Regions from separate parts of the Sus scrofa genome. Here region 2 is linked to region 1. Evidence: chromatin contacts called from public HiChIP or PLAC-seq data. All regions are on one chromosome and are shown on one strand. Each heading gives the region's core, a stretch centred on a gene start, on an enhancer-like site or on the middle of the called end of the contact. The rest is flanking DNA. Distances are from core to core; before and after follow the strand shown.

The links. HiChIP or PLAC-seq counts read pairs in DNA pulled down with a chosen protein or histone mark.
Region 2: a contact with region 1 is called in an H3K27ac HiChIP or PLAC-seq map of alveolar macrophages. The contact joins the promoter of VEGFA here to the promoter of MRPS18A in region 1. A contact is called at or near these places in 7 of 47 Hi-C or Micro-C datasets (alveolar macrophages, blood, embryonic fibroblasts and 3 more) and 2 of 2 datasets of contacts at active chromatin or transcription factors (alveolar macrophages and skeletal muscle).

The regions. Positions count from the first base shown.
Region 1 is chr7:38,655,716-38,660,207 of Sscrofa11.1, forward strand. It overlaps MRPS18A (39S ribosomal protein S18a, mitochondrial), which reads right to left and starts at 1,757. Exons shown (of 7, transcript XM_021098784.1): 1 at 1,218-1,757. The coding sequence starts at 1,316.
Region 2 is chr7:38,744,384-38,748,875 of Sscrofa11.1, forward strand. VEGFA (vascular endothelial growth factor A) reads left to right here and starts at 2,715. Exons shown (of 7, transcript NM_214084.1): 1 at 2,715-2,786. The coding sequence starts at 2,721. It overlaps LOC106504420 (a long non-coding RNA gene), which reads left to right. Exons shown (of 3, transcript XR_001297869.2): 3 at 1-1,985.

The DNA of each region.
Region 1 (4,492 bases), core at 507-3,006:
CCCTTTACAGCTAAATTCTTCAAATCCATCTATTTCCACTCTTCATGAATTATCTCTGATTTCCCCAAACTGGATTCCTTGTCTGCCATTCCATGGAAGTTGCTGTTTGAAAGCTAAAAAAAGGGACATCTTCTGAGATAAATTCAATGTTCTCTCCAATGGGCTCTTCTTTTTAGACTTTTCTGCTCCCTCTGACAACAATGATCTCTATTTTCCTCTGGATACATCTCAGTTTTAGTTAGAGGATGTAATGGTCAATACTATGCCAGAATCTTAAAAACAAGCAAGCAACAAACAAAAAACCCCACTTCACTTCGTTTGCACATCACTCATCCTTTCCTGTTTCCAGCAGTGTACAAAGGAAGGCTTTGTCCTGAAAGATCTTTTCATTCACTGCCAGATTCCATCCTTTTATGAGCTTATTAAAGACACATCCCCTTCATGAAAACTTCTAATAGGGTTTGCTGTTTCCGGTAACTGAATCTCCCTGTACTTTCTCATGTAAATTCCTAATATATACACACCACCTTATTAGAACCTAACTTCTCAGGAAAAGGGCTGTATTTTCATTTTTTCCAAAATCCCTTGAAAGCTTTCAATACAGAACTTGGCCGTCAGTAAGCTCCCGGCTCAATACTAGAATCAGGCTGCCTGTCCAAGATTTAAGATTAATGAAAAGTAGAACCACCATCCAGCATATGCCTCTAGTTCAGCGGTTCAGCCGCCTTTCCACTTTAGCTTCTACTTCTCAGGGAGACTGGACAGAAAAGCCACTATTGGATTACAGCATTTTCAGGTGAGAAGCTGGAAAAGGAGGCCCTCGGGAAGGAACGAATCTTTAATCGAGATGTCCTTTCCGGATGGCGCAGGAAACCTTTAATGAAGGAGGCGGCCGCCCGAAGAATACGGAACGAATTACGACGCAGACGCTAAGCAAGAGCTTTTTTGAATCCTGGGACATGTTTCTTTTCTGCCCTTGCTAAATAAGCAAGCCTTTCTCTCCGATCTCCGTCCCCGTGAGGGCACTCACGCTGGGTGAGAGATTAAGGTTACAGCATCATGATGTGGAAAGGGATTTCAAGCACTCGGGAGCGCCAGCATTTCCGACGTTTCAGAACCGCAGGAAGGACAGGGAGGGAGGGGCGCAAGGGGGCTTAAGGAAGCAAACTTCCCTTCTTCACTTCAACCTTAGGAGGTCACCAGGACCGAGGACTCACCTTCTCTGAAGCCGCGAGATGGAGGCCGAGCCCAGCTGGTCGCGGCCGGGCCTGCCAGGAGCCCTCGGAGTAGCCGTCCACAGCCAGACACCAGAACATTGAGACCCACCATCTTGAAAACCAATCCCGACCTTTGTGCACTTCCGCTTCCGGAACGGCGCGCGCGCAGCCGCAGTGGTGGGCAGGAAGTGTGCGTCTTGTGGGCTTCCCGCTCCGTTATTTAGGTCATTTACATTTCCTCACCTCTCGGGCTTTGAGCTGAGTCTGTGTCAATCCTGTACCTTATTCCGAGGGTCCGGGGGAGGTCTTTAGCTCCTGTCTGCTAGTCCTCAAAGTCTCCAAGGTCGCCTTCGTTTCCTGGCAGGCTGCTTCGGTAAAATCACCCGCACTACCCCTATTTCTTTAAAACTTTTTCTTTTTTGCTGGTCAGATGTGGATTTTCAGCTTCTTGAGACTGGGGCTCGGTCTCTACCGGCAAGGTTGAAATGGTTTGGAACAGCAGCTATCTCGTAGACCTGGGATTGAATTAATACCCCGTCCCCGCCCCTCCCTACCTTGGCCTTTAATTCTTTTGTCTCAGCGCTTTCCTTTCGCTGGTGAACGTATTTCTCAGGGTCAGTTCAGACCTCACTTACACTGTGGAGTCTTAACTTCCCAGTTACTGGTTCTCAGCACCAGATACCTCTCCATCTTTGTACTCTGCCTAGTTTCAGCTTTGTATTTGTATAATGCGTTTCCTCACCAAACTGGAAACTCATTGAAGGCAAAGACATTGTTTTTTGGTTGACTTTCGTATCTACAGCACTTAGCACAGTGCCTGACACATAATGAGTGATACATATGTTACATGTGTGTATGTGTATATATATACACACGTACACATATAAAATGTATATAATGCAGGTAATGTGTGTAAAGTATGTATGTATATATCTACATTATATGTATACATACAATTACATATATATGTATGTATGGATATATCTACATTATATGTATACATACAATTACATATATATGTATATATAATAAAACATTTTATATGGTTAAGATTAGATGAGATAAAACATAAGTTAAACATAAACATAAGCTCATTAATAAAGCAATTATTGAGATGGCCTTTTTGCTAGGTACTTATGACAAATTTGACATACTTGCCTAATAAGGAAGCTTATAGTACCAAGAAGAAAACAAGACTGCTCAGTTTTCCATCTTTTGGACTTGCAGGATGTATATAGGATATTCCCCTAGAAGTACAAAAGAAAAGAAAGTCATTCACAACTCAATTCCTCCATATGGTGGTTAGGATACTCTTTTCCACACCGGAAGGGATATTTTCCAGTTATCGTACTCTGATTCATAGATGGGAAGATTGAGTTCATTAAATGGCAGAACATGTTCCCTGGGGGTTAGGGAAGGAGCCCATCTTCCAGTTGGGACTGCCATGCAGGTGGACTGGGAGGATACAGAGCAGCAACTGCATGGGGGACTTGAATGGTATCACCATAGGTGAGAGTGGGAGAAATGTGGCATTGGATTTTCTTAAAACACTGCATTTAGCAAAGACATGTCCTAGGAAGGGGAAGCTTGCAGGAAAGGTCAATCTAGGTGGGTGAGACAGACACAATGATTATTGAGTGGAGCAGAGGGTTTTGGTGGGGTATATGCCTCGGAGATCTGGCCAGGATCAGGAAATCCTTGGCTTTCCTTGTAGCTTCTGCTTTCCTTCTGTACATATGACCTCAAACCCTTCCTGCTTGTACCATACCCCTTGTTTCTTTACGTCCCCAACTTCTGGGGATCTGACAGGGATGAGAGCAGTAACAGAGCCTCACCTAGGGTTTGTTTTAGACCTAGTGAGCTAAAGTATTTGAGTGCTAACCTTCTCATTGTCTTATCCTAATTTAACATAATCAAATTTTATTTTAAAAAACAACTTATATTTTCTACAATAACAAGTGACATGTGATCATTGTAAAAAGAAAATGAAGCAATAAAGTAAAAAGAAAAGTAATATTTGAGTTCCCTTGGTGGCTCATCTGGCATTGTCACTTCTGTAGCTCTGGTCACTTCTGTGGCATGGGTTTGGACCCTGGCCTGGGAGCTTTCACATGCTGCAGTTGTGGCCAAAAAGAAAAGATTAAAAAAAAAAAAAAAAAAGGGAAGAAAAAAATATCATCCAATCTAGAGATAAGCATTTTTTACATTCAGCAGAATTAAATAATACTGTGCACATTCTTTATTTTGTAATATCTTGCTTTTCTGAATCTATGCATAATCCTTACATGAAAAAACAGTTCTCTCAGACCACATTTGTCTCAGGAGAATAGACTTCACTTTAAAAAAATTGTTTAAAAAAATTGTTTTTAAAAAATATCATCCAATCTAGAGATAAGCATTTTTTACATTCAGCAGAATTAAATAATACTGTGCACATTCTTTATTTTGTAATATCTTGCTTTTCTGAATCTATGCATAATCCTTACATGAAAAAACAGTTCTCTCAGACCACATTTGTCTCAGGAGAATAGACTTCACTTTAAAAAAATTGTTTTTAAAGAATAACCTGAGAATTCCTGTCGTGGCTCATTGGAAACAAATCCGACTAGTATCCATGAGGATGTGGGTTCGATCCCTGGCTTCGTTTAGTGGGTCGGGGATCTGGCATTGCTATGAGCTGTGGTGTAGGTCCCAGACGAGGCTTGGATCTGGAATTGCTGTGGCTGTGACATAGGTCGGCAGCTGTAGCTCGGATTTGACCCCTAGCTCAGGAACTTCCATATGCTGTGGGTGTGGCCCTAAAATAAATAAAATAAATAAATAAAGAAATAAAGAGGGGTTCCCATCCTGGCACAGTGGAAACAAATCAGATTAGGAACCATGAGATTGTGTGTTTGATCCTGGGCCCTGCTCATTGGGTTAAGGATCTGGTGTTGCCGTGAGCTGCAGTGTAGGTCACAGACACAGTTTGGATCCTGCGTTGATGTGGCTGTGGTGTAGGCCTGCAGCTACAGCTCTGATTCGACACCCTAGCCTGGGAGCCTCCACATGCCACAGGAATGGCCCTAAAAAGACAAAAAAAAAAAAAAAAAAAGGAAAGGAAAAATATCTGTGTATAAATGGGGACCTATGCAATTCAAACTCATGTTATTCAAGGGTCAACTGTATATATATATCTATATATCTATATATTGATAAGCAGTGTTTTAATTTTAACAATTATCAAATATCATATTGTAATTTATAAAATTTCTTTCTTTATGGTTGACATTTTT
Region 2 (4,492 bases), core at 1,465-3,964, 90 kb after region 1:
TTGGATCCTTTTGGTCAACCTGGGGGCAGTGACTGGCTCCTGTTCTCAGCCTTGCTCCCATTCTCCGCCCAGGCCTTCACAGAGGCTCCATCAGCTCCAGGCCAGGGCCTGGCTAGATCTGGATGAATAATGAGACTGGTCGGTCCCTCTCTTCCCACAGGTATCAGCCCCCCCACCCCTACCCACTTTGTTCCCTGGGGGAGCCTGGGAGCTGCTGGGTCAAAGCCCAACCAGGAATTTTTCCAGGCTGGTTCCTGTATGTGAGGGAGAGTTGGGGGGCCTTTGAGGGGGGGCAGTTAGGGAAGACATGGGGAGTTGGGGGAGAGGCTTTGAAGGAAGGGAGAGGATCCAGGGGAAGGGAGGAGAGGCTGTCAGCTGTGAGAAGGAGGCAAGGGATCCTGGAAGTCTGGGGGCTGCTGAGGAGAACTCTCCAGTTCTGTTCAGAGGATGAGCTGTGAGCCTGGACTGGGGCTGATAGAAGCTTTGGCCCCCGGCCTGGTGGGAGCTCCGGGCAGCTGGCCTACAGACGTTCCTTAGTGCTGGTGAGTAGGTTTGAATCATCACTCAGGCCCTGGCCTCCATCCGCCCCCACCAGCCCCCTGGCCTCAGTTCCCTGGCAACATCTGGGGTGGGGGGGGGAGGCAGGAACAAGGGCCTCTGTCTGCCCAGCTGCCTCTCCCTTTGGGCTCTGCCAGACTCGGCAGTGCATACGTGGGCTCCAACAGGTCCTCTTCCCTCTGGGCCACTGACTAACCCCAGAGCCACACAGCTTCCCGCTCTCTGCCCCCCAAACTTGGTGCCAAATACTTCTACCCAGGGGAATCTCCCCAAACACTTCCCAAAGGACTCCACTCACTCCAGCCCATTGGCTGCAACTCACTCTGATGTCAGCAGGCCAGATGAAGGCTCCAGATGGGCACCCTGTCCAAGATGGATACATCGTGCCCCCTGTGCCCAGCTCCGGGCTCTGTGCACATGTGGCCATTATAGTCCCAAACATGCCACTGTTTGAGAGATCAGAAACGGGGCGTCAGGGGTAATGTCCCTTTACCCTCTTCTGAGGCCTCTTGAGCCAGAGCTGGGGTGTGCAGACGGTAGTCACTAGGGGGCGCTCAGCCACCACAGGGAAGCTGGGTGAACTTGGCGAGCGGCGTCTGCGTGAGAGTGAAGACGCGTGTGTCTGGGTGTGTGTGGGTAGGACTCTGAGAGCGCTGGAGGTGGGAGGCCAGAGATCGCCCCAGGATTCCAACAGATCTGTACGTCTCTCTCTTCACCTGTCCCTGTCCAACTTCCCCAAACCCCTATTCTCTCCAATATTCCCAGCGTAAAGGGAATGGCTCTCGAGCCCTGGCCGCACATAACCTCACTTTTCTGTACCCTCCCCCCAAATACCGCGCGGTCGTGTGCCTCTCCGGGCAAAGGGAGGCGGATAGGTCATGTTGAGGCTGTGACCCTTGGTGGGGGTCGAGCTTCCCTTCGCTGGGGTGAAATGGGGGCCCAGGCTTCGTTCGGTATCCCTAGGGAAAGGCAGCGCCAGGGGTCGGAGCCGCGCGCGGAGGGGACGGACTCCAGGGTTGAGGCTGGGCCTGTCCCCGCCCCTGGGCGTGTCGGGGGCGTGCCGGGGCGGGGCCAGGCCTTCTTTTTAGTCAGCTTCTAGCGGTGAAGAGCGCAGAGGCTTGGGGCAGCCGGGCTGCTGGGAGGCCGCGGCACTGGGGGCGAGAGGAGCCGGCGGCAGCGGCGCTCGGTCGAGAGACGCATCCGCAAGGCGGACGAGCCGGCGGGGTCACCAGCTTGGGGGTCTCCGCGCTGGAATTTGATATTCATTTATCCAGGGCTCACCCTCCTCCTTTTTTTCGGAGACATTTTTGGAAAACCGTATTCTTTTCCGTTTTAATTTATTTTTGCTTTCCATTCCCCGCTAAATCGGGCCGATCGTTTGGGGAGATTGCTCCTTTACTCCCCCAAATCACTTCGGATTTTGGAAACCAGCAAAGAGAAGAAAGAGGTAGCAAGAGCTCCAAAGAGAAGTCGAGGAAGAGAGAGAGACCGGGTCAGAGAGCGCGCGCGGGCAAGCAAGAAACGAGAGGGACAGGGGCAAAGTGAGTGACCTGCTTTTGGGGGTGACCGCCAGAGCGCAGCGTGAGCCCTCCCCCTCGGGATCCCGCGTCGGACCAGCAGCGCTGACGGACAGACAGACAGACACCGCCCCCCGCCCCAGCGCCCACCTCCTACCCGGCCGGCGGCCGACCGTGGACGCGGCGGCGAGCCGCGGGCAGGAGCCGGAGCTCGCGCCCGGAGGCGGGGTGGAGGGGGTCGGGGCTCGCGGCGTTGCACTGAAACTTTTCGTCCAACTTCTGGGCTGTTCTCGCTCCGGAGGAGCCGTGGTCCGCGCCGGGGCAGCCGAGCCGAGCGGAACCGGGAGAAGTGCTAGCTCGGGCCGGGAGGAGCCGCAGTCGGAGGAGGGGGAGGAGGAAGAAGAGAAGGAAGAGGAGAGGGGGCCGCGGTGGCGACTCGGCTCTCGGAAGCCGGGCTCATGGACGGGTGAGGCGGCTGTGTGCGCAGACAGTGCTCCAGCCGAGCGCGCGCCCCAGGCCCTGGCCCGGGCCTCGGCTCCGGGAGGAAGAGGAGCCCGCCTGGGCGCTGAGGAGAGCGGGCCGTCCCGCAGCCCGAGCCGGAGAGGGAGCGCGAGCGGCGCCGGCCCCGGCCGGGCTTCCGAAACCATGAACTTTCTGCTCTCTTGGGTGCATTGGAGCCTTGCCTTGCTGCTCTACCTCCACCATGCCAAGGTAAGCGGCCGTGCCCGCCTGGCGCCGCGGGCCGCTGCGAGCGCCTCTCCCGGCTGGGGACGTGCGTGCGAGCGCGCGCGTGGGGGCTCCGTGCCCCACGCGGGTCCTTGGGCACCGGGCGCGCGGCTTCCCCTCTATCCTCGTACATGTAGGGGGAGGGGGCGCGCGCTAGGTGGGAGGGCACCGGGCTAGAGTCTCACCGCCCACGCGGGCCCTGCCCACCCACCAGAGTCACCGCACGTACGATCTGGGCCGACCAGCCGAGGGCGGGAGCCGGAGGAGGCGGCTGAGGGGGCTGGGCTTGCGCTGCCGCCGGCGGCTGAAGTTTGCTCCCGGCCGCTGGTCCCCGAGAACTGGAAGTCCGGGCAGCGGGGGCGGGAGTCGGAGCCCAGCGGGCGGGGGTGGGGGTGCTCGGACCTTGGACCGGAGGAGGGCAGAGAGCGTAGAGGGGGCAGGGCGCCGGCAGGAGAGGGGGCTGGCTGTCACTGCTGCTCGATCTCTGCGGCCCTCGCCGCGAGTTGCGGAAAAGTTTTTGGGTGGATTGCTGCTGGGACCCCCTCCTCTCCGCCGGACCACCTGCGCCGCACCACCCCCGCCCGTCCTCGCTCGCGTCCCGCTCGGTGCCCGCCCTCCCCCGCCCGGCCGGGCGCGCGCGGCGCGGAGCCGATTACATCAGCCCGGGCCTGGCCGGCCGCGTGTTCCCGGAGCTGCGGCGGCCCGAGCCGGGAGCCCGGGGCGGCAAGCGGCGCCCCTCCCCCCGCCGGCCCTCCGCGGGAAGGTGACCTCTCGAGGTAGCCCCAGCCGGAGGACCCGGAGAACCACCCCTATCCCCTCCCGCCGTTCCCGGCCCCTAACCCCGTCCTAGGAGGAATTTCCTGACGCCCCTTCCCCATTTCCTCCTTGGCTCGAAGCGAAACCCTTGTCACCCCTTTATTTTCACTCCCTTATGCCGAGAAGACCCATCTAACCCCTCGCTGGCCCCAGAGTCCGGGGGAAGAATGGCCACTGTCAGGAGTCGGGCTGCTGGGGCCCAGCCGGTGCTTTGTCGAGACTCTACCTAAAGTCCCGACTTGGTGACAGCCTGCTTCCTTCTCCTCCCCCACATTTCCGAGGGAGCTGTACTTTAGCTTTTATGGGGGTGGCCTAAGGGAGGGTTTAAAGAGTGTCGTTTTCCCATTTTACACTTTTAGGGAAAATGGTTGGAAATTTGCTGTGACATGGGCAGTGTGGGACCAGCCCTCCCTGAACCTTTGGAGGGAGCTCCTGCCAGCCTTGCAAACACACTTTGTTCTGGTGAAATGGGCGTTGGAGCAGGAGCAGGTGGTTTGGGAACTCCAAACTTGCCCACCCAGCGTGGTTCTCAGAGGCGCCTCAGGGGTCCTTTGCGCTCCCCCCTCAGGCACAGAGTCCCCTTGGGCAGAGGCAGAAGGAAAGAAACGGGCTAGGGTCCCTGCTGCCACCCGGAGTTCCTCAGACCCTGGCACAAAGGCCTTGGCTCCAGGCCTCCAAGGGAGGGGGAGGGGGAGGAGAGGCTGCCTAGCCACAGCGTGACCTTCAGAGGCCCCCAGAGAAGGGCACCTGGCCCCTCCCCGCCCAGAACTGTCTCTCCGGGTGCCCCCTGGCCTTGGAGGGGGTATGAAGTTTCCGTCCCCTTTGCTCGTTGGGGGCCCAGGAGGAGTGGAGGGCATAGGGGGAATGTTGGCAGA